Regions from separate parts of the Zea mays genome. Here region 1 is linked to region 2. A link is a contact called in public Hi-C data. All regions are on one chromosome and are shown on one strand. Each heading gives the region's core, a stretch centred on a gene start, on an enhancer-like site or on the middle of the called end of the contact. The rest is flanking DNA. Distances are from core to core; before and after follow the strand shown. Region 1 holds the start of LOC103627519 (protein FAR1-RELATED SEQUENCE 5-like). Region 2 holds the start of LOC100281039 (rho guanine nucleotide exchange factor).

Region 1 (3,497 bases), core at 140-2,639, 160 kb before region 2:
GGTAGGAGGCGGAGCGGAGGAACGGCTTCCCGAGCGGGGGAAGCTGGTGATTGAGCCGCGCCAATATCGCTCGCGCGCCAATGGAATTGCCAGCTTCAGCGGCCTTTGCCGCCGCCGCCAGCTCGTCCAGCAACTGCTGCTGCGCCGCCTCCGCAGCCGTCCTCTTCATTGCCCCGTGGGGCAGTGGCGGCGAAGGCTGGAGCTGGAATGGAGCAGGACCATTTAGTGGTGGAAAGGCATGACCTTGCCCCGTCGGCGGCGGCGGCAGAAGCCGAGTTCGGGCGAGATAGAGGTCGCCTCCTATGGATTGATGACGTTTGGCCGGTGGATGGACGAGTGGCGACTGCTGATTGTAGCTGGGGAAGGAGGGGATGGACATGAGGAAGGTTGTGGCGGGGGTCGGCTGGTGCTGGTACTGGTGGAGGAGGCCGGGCGACTGCGTATCAAGAGGGGGCTTTGTGTCGATGCCTTCATGGAACAGCACCGGAAGCGGCGGCGGCTGGAAGGAAGCAGACTCCGGGGATAAGAGGCCGAAGGCCGAGGACGCCTTGTTGCCACCGCCGCCACTGTTGGTAGTTTGCGACACCGCACCAGGGGACGACATGTCAGAGGCAACGCCGCCGAGGTGGGGATCGAGCGTGAAACCCAGAGGGTCCGCTGCCGGGAACCCGAAGCCCACATTGTCGAGGAGCGGCTGGTGGTGCACGGGAAGCGGCGGTCCTGACTGATCCAAGTCGCCGGCGGCCCCAATGAACCAGTTCAAGAACGTCTGGTCCTGCGCCGCCGCAGCGGCGTTGCCGAGCATGGCGTCCCAGCTGTCGGCGACCACGACCCCCATGTCGAGGCCGGTGGGAATCGGCGGCAGCTCACAGCCGCCGGCCCAGTCCTCCTTCCCGCCGCCGCCGCCGTGCTCGCCGGGGGCTCCCCATTTGGTGGCTTCGGCGGCGGCGCTTCTGTCCGAAACCACCGCCACGCCGGTCGAGTCCTCAGCGCCGCTGCCCAGGGACGACGACAGCGTCGACGTTGAGTTGCTGGGGCTCCGCGTGCAGTCCAGCACGGACCACGGCTCCAACAGCGTCTTCGCCTTCCCCTCCGGCCAGAACAGCGTCTTTCCGCCTCCGATGGGGTCCGCAGCCCCGTTCCGCTGGGCACCGAATAGCGCCGCCCTCATCTACCGAATCCCATATAATCTCGCGGCGAAATCTGGGGGGGGGGGGGGGGGGGGGGGGCTAAGCAAACGGAACCAGATCATCTGCAGTACTGCAGGCTGCAGTGCGTTCGTCCATCGCAAATCCAACGGTTGCCAGGCGTCCCTCTCGCTCGACGTGCCGTGCGCCTGTCGGCCTCTATGTTTTGCTAGACTTGTACCTATAGCCCATATTCTGGCCCAATAATTTCTCCTATTGTTATTTGACTCCTCTAGTACGCAGCCTCTTTAGACATGCCGCCGTCAGTGCCAATGGAAGAAAAAGGCAGCGGGAAAGCAACATATCGAAGGAAAAATTCACTCCAGCACAACACCGTTTGCTGATGCAGCACAAAGAGCAAATTTCGAGGGCAAACGAGCGATTCATCCAGTTCAAGGGAAGATGGGAGAGGATGTGAATGGAGAACCCTACAAACCCTACACGTGAGTAAGATTTATTTATTTTGTGTCTCATAGCATTAGATTTCTGAACTTTTGATGTAGCCGTACAACACAAAGGAATTTAGTTATTGCCTTGTATACACAATGACGAAAGTACTAATGAATTTCAGGGAGAAAGTTTTGCCCTGTTTAGTTCCTCATGTTGGCATGAAATTTAGAAATCCAGAAGAGGGTTGGAAGTTTTGGCTGGCATACGATGGTCAGAGTGGTTTTGATGTTAGAAAGCACTATGCAAACAAAAGTAAGATTGATGGAAAGATAACATCATGTAGATTTGTTTGTGCCAATGAAGGTCATAGAGGAAAGGACAAAAGGAGTGATCAAGTAAAATGTCAACGAGCTGAAACAAGAACGGATTGTGAAGTGCGTATGGGTCTTGCAAAGGATAAAGAGATGGATGGATATAAAGTTTATGATCTAAAGTTGGAACACAATCATGACCTTCACTCACCAGAAACTTTTCACTTGATGGTGTCACAAAGAAAAATTTCAGAATTGCAAGCCTTTGAAATTGAAGCTGCTGATGATTCAGGAATAGGTCCTAAAGCATCACACGAATTAGCATGTCGCCAAGTGGGTGGACCGCTTAATCTGAGTTATACCCTACGTGACCATAAAAACTATTTGAGGGGAAAGCGACAACGAGAGATGGCATATGGTCAAGCTGGAAGCATGCTCAAATACTTTCAAGATAAAATAGCAGAGAACCCATCATTTCAATATGCGACACAAATGGATATTGAGGAGAAGATTGCAAACATATTTTGGGCTGATGCTAAAATGATTGCTGATTATATACATTTTGGTGATGTTGTTTCCTTTGACACTACTTTTGGAACAAATAGAGAGAGTCGGCCTTTTGGTGTTTTTGTTGGATTCAACCAGTTCAGAGAAACAGTAGTTTTTGGTGCTGCTCTAATGTATGATGAAACATTTGAGTCTTTTCGGTGGCTCTTTGAGACCTTTCTACAAGCACATAATAGAAAACAACCAAAAACGTTCTACACAGACCAAGATTTTGCAATGGGGAAGGCGGTTGAACTAGTGTTTCATGAGGCATGGCATGGATTGTGCACTTTTCACATAATGCAAAATGCTATCAAACATTTGCCTAAACAAGAAAAAGCTAAAGGCTCAAATGTTCTAGCTGATTTCAGTGCATGCATGTTTGAGTATGTGGACCAGGAAACATTTGACAGAGAATTTGCCATCTTGAGGACAAAGATACAAAAGCAAACTTGGTTAGACAACATTTACAATTTGAAAGAAAAATGGGCTGAATGTTATATGAAAGATGTTTATACATTGGGCATGCGAAGCACACAATTGAGTGAGAGTCTAAACAATGATTTGAAAATTCACTTCAAATCAGATTTTGACATCATTCGATTTTTGAAACATTTTGAAAGGGTGGTGCAAGGAAAAAGAAATAATGAGTTAAACTCAGAATTTGAATCGAGGAAAAAAATACCGAGGGTCATAATGAAGATACCTATGCTGTTGCAAGCAAGCAAGTTGTACACACCAGTCATATTTGAAGCTTTTCAAGGTCAATATGAAAGGTCTATGACATCATGCACTAGAGTATTGGATGGAAATAATGAATATCTTGTTGCAACAGGGAGCCTTGGTGAGGAACTTGTCCTTGATGAAGAGTTTAGAGTTATTGGAAATCCTTTGGACCAAACAGCTACATGCAGTTGCAACTTATTTAATAGAATTGGAATAATATGTGCCCATGCTTTAAAAGTTCTTGATTTAATGAATATCAAGTCATTGCCTACACAATATATATTAAAGAGATGGACACGACAAGCATGTAGTGGCATTGTACAGGATATGAATGGAA
Region 2 (3,579 bases), core at 792-3,291:
CACTTCTGCTGGATTGGGACGTGCAATTTAGGCATGGCACGAGCCATAGTGGGCCATAACGTGCCCTCTGCCACTGTTTGTACATGATTTAGTACATTCCTTATTTTTTTATGATGACAACACTGGGTCCGTCCTTTTACAAGAATTCCCCAAATATGAATCAAGGAGCTCCACGTAGAGACCATCATCCACATAGGAAAAAGTGCTTGCCCTAGCAGCAGTCAGCCATATAAAATGAGATACACCACCTGAATGCAGCCTATTTTTTAAAAAGCTGAGGGACTTCAAAAGGGAATTTCAAATACATTGTAAAAGAATCTTACTGTTAAATCTCTTTTTCGGTATTTGCTTCTCATTTAGTTCATACAGGAAGTTCTTGATGTTTTCAGCGTTAAGCCGTGCCATATACTGCAGGAATATACATTACATCAATATAAACACGAGATATATAAATTTAAAATGGTAGATTGATATATTAAAGCTTACCTGAACAACAACGACATAGTATTTTGAATTCTTTGGATTACTGCAATCAACAACATCTGCAGCAGCTTGGGTGTTCACCTAATAAAAGATGGACATAATTCATCATAACTAATGTTAAAGAAAGATTATTATCAGATTTGGAGGCAGGATCTTCTTAGTGAAATGACAGGCGGTTCTAGTGTATTGTTCGTGAAAAAAAAATTGAGGTAGGATCAAAAAACTGTAGCTCTATGCTTCAATGCATGTCCTTCCCAGGATAAAATAGTACTTGTTTAGTGTTCAGACAATCCAATTAAGCTGATAAGCAGTGATGCTCCACCATTGCTCAGATTACAACTCTGATTCTCAATGAACTGTAGAATTTAAATAAGTCCAATGCGATTTAAAAAGTTCCTGTTGCACAGATATTTTAAATGGGTGAAAAATTCTAAAAGAAACTGATGAAGCACACAAGCATGTCAACCTCTCTCCTTAATGTTCAAAGCAGGAAATTTTCAACTCAAACTTTGAGGTGCTCGCATATAGTGGTCTTTATCTCTTATCTATGCCATATAGCAATCAAATGTGATCAACAAATTAGCAAACACAGCTACTTGCACCAAAAATAAAGGGAAATTGATTTAGGTAATATCCTATATAGGATTAAGCGCATTATAGACAGTGTTAATTATTTCGGAGAAAAAACAACTGCTTCTGATAAACTTGGCACTGATTATCTCTGATATAAGATAGAAATGCCATAACAAATTTCGTTGCAACTTGCCGTAGCTCATAACATAGTAGCATATAAAACAGCAAACTCTGCTGTCCATCAGCCTACATGCAATGAAATAATGAGAAACAGCAGTTATGCACTTATTTTGAATCTTCAACAGGATAGCACAGTACTACTCCATAACGCATAACGCATGATCTTTACTTAGCCACCAACAAACCATAGCAATTGCGCCCATGATACTATTTATACAAACAAATTCAACATAACTATTTGCAGTCTTCAGAGAGTACATGATTAATTGTTCAATATTCAATAGCAACAATCATCAGTAAATTATCCTATTCAAACTATCCTATGCGCACAAAAAATCACTATAAAATGCTAAATTAACGTAATTGTAGTCAACCTAACAGTTAGGCAGACGGCATGCTTAGTGCTCGACGAAACAGCCGCGAGGAAATGGAAAGGGGGCGAGCCAAACCATGACGATACTCTTGCAGAGCTGGGCGACTGAGTCGGCTCGGAGCAGGTCGCGCCGCTCCTCGAGGGAGCGGTCGTAGTAGTCGGCGGGAACGCGACGGAAGGCGAAGTCCCGCACGCCGCGCGCGGCCAGGAGGGCTGCGAGATGAACCTCGGTAGCCCCCGCGTCGGCCTCGCCTTTCTCTGAGGGCGCGGTGGAGATGGAGAGCGCCCCGAGGCGGTGCTGCTGCGCGGCGAGCTCGAGGTCAGAAATACGGCCGAGGATGCGGAGCTGACGCGCCTCGAGGTCGGCCGCCGCGGCGCCCATGGATGCCGGACCTGGCGTGTCGTCGGAGGCGCGTCAGTCGCCCCGCTGCGGTAAACTGGAAGCAGGCCGACGCCGACCTACTTTCTAAGACCAACTCCAGCAGACTCCCTCTCCGTATCCCTAAAACGCGCGGTCAACACATTCTCTCTCCTCTCCGTATCCGTCTCCGTTTCCAGCAACACTCCCCATCCCACTCCGCATGCAGTCTATGACACCTGAGGCCCGCGAGCAGCCGCGCGCGCACGCAGAGAGCTGCGGAGAGGAGAGAGAAAGCGTGGAAATGGGGAGTGCACGGACACGGCGTCTATTTTGCGGAGACGGATGCGGAGCCTGCTGGAGAGCGCAATAGTGCCTCAGACCGTGCAAAATGCGGATGCGGAGTGGGATGGGGAGTGTTGCTGGAGTTGGTCTAACGGGATAATGTCAAACCGAAACCCGGGCCCAATTGAATCCATTATGTAAAAAGGGCCTGGATTCTAAAAAAAGAATGAAAAAAGGGCCTGATAAAAAAGACTGATCAGTGTTCATGGACTAAAAATTCACGAGGATTAAATCAACATCAGTATGTTCTTTTTTGGAATCAGGCATCTTAGTGTATACTTGTATGCTAGCTTAATCTATTGATCGTGTTCAAATGTTTTTGCTAGAAAAGAAGTTGATGCAAAGCTTAGTCTAAATTGTTGTTTAGCTAGGCTGAATTGAAATTGAAATACAAAACTAGAACAATTTCCTCTTATGGAACAAAACATTGTATCTTAAAATACTAAAATAAGTATTTCAAAAGAGATAGCATAAACATATGTACCCGATAATTAATCAATACTAGTTTTTTCGCAGCAGACAAGTATTCACTTTTCATCCATTTCCTTAGTCTCGTATCGAATTTGCCATCAATAGCCTTCAACTATTTGTTGGGAAAAGGGTCCTATCTTTATAGACATGATGAAAACTAGTTGGCAACCAGGGCGTGTTTTCATGAGTAGAGATAGCAATGGGAATTCCCCATTGAGAAATGCCCCGCCATCTTAGTCCCCATCTCCACAAATGACATTGGGGGACATTTCTCCCACATCCAATCCCCTCGCGGATCCCCGTACTCGCAACAATGGCAAGGTCATGGATCCTTCTACTAGGCACACGACAACCAAGGTATGGCCCTTTCCTCTCTGTTTCACTAGCGTTATGGACATGCCCTACCTTCTAAGGTAGCCAACGGTGGACTGCAGCTTCTAGCTCCTTGAGTGGCCGATGACGATATGGATAGGCCATTAGGGCATGGACCTTCTACTTTGAGGCATGTGGCAACTAAGGCAAGGCCCCTAGATTCCTAGGCGATAGCCACTAGGTCAACTCCCAAGTAGGCAATAATTTTATGCAGTCCCTTCAACCCTAGCACCTAAGAGAATCTGCAAGAAGTTTGGAGGTTGGAGCTTGAGGGCTTGGTCACTGTCTAGAGGTTCGAGTACTAATGTAGCAGAGTGATGGAGTTAGTCGGTGTAGCGGCTGGACTATGAGCTACGGTCCTACGGTTCAGATTGGGAAGGGAAGAAAGTAACAATTACTAGGTTGGCACATGGATATATACTTC

Evidence for each region. Hi-C and Micro-C count contacts between places; a contact is called where the count stands out from the background.
Region 1: a Hi-C map of ear shows a contact between it and region 2, with 5 times the contacts expected there. The contact joins the promoter of LOC103627519 here to the promoter of LOC100281039 in region 2. A contact is called at or near these places in 3 of 25 Hi-C or Micro-C datasets (ear, endosperm and leaf).

What each region holds. Positions count from the first base shown.
Region 1 is chr5:197,203,735-197,207,231 of Zm-B73-REFERENCE-NAM-5.0, reverse strand. LOC103627519 (protein FAR1-RELATED SEQUENCE 5-like) reads left to right here and starts at 1,389. Exons shown (of 3, transcript XM_008647812.4): 1 at 1,389-1,630; 2 at 1,759-3,497. The coding sequence starts at 1,590. It overlaps LOC100279420, which reads right to left and starts at 1,229. Exons shown (of 2, transcript XM_023300204.2): 1 at 1-1,229. The coding sequence starts at 1,171.
Region 2 is chr5:197,042,276-197,045,854 of Zm-B73-REFERENCE-NAM-5.0, reverse strand. It overlaps LOC100281039 (rho guanine nucleotide exchange factor), which reads right to left and starts at 2,041. Exons shown (of 5, transcript NM_001366160.1): 1 at 1,686-2,041; 2 at 487-564; 3 at 324-408. The coding sequence starts at 1,991.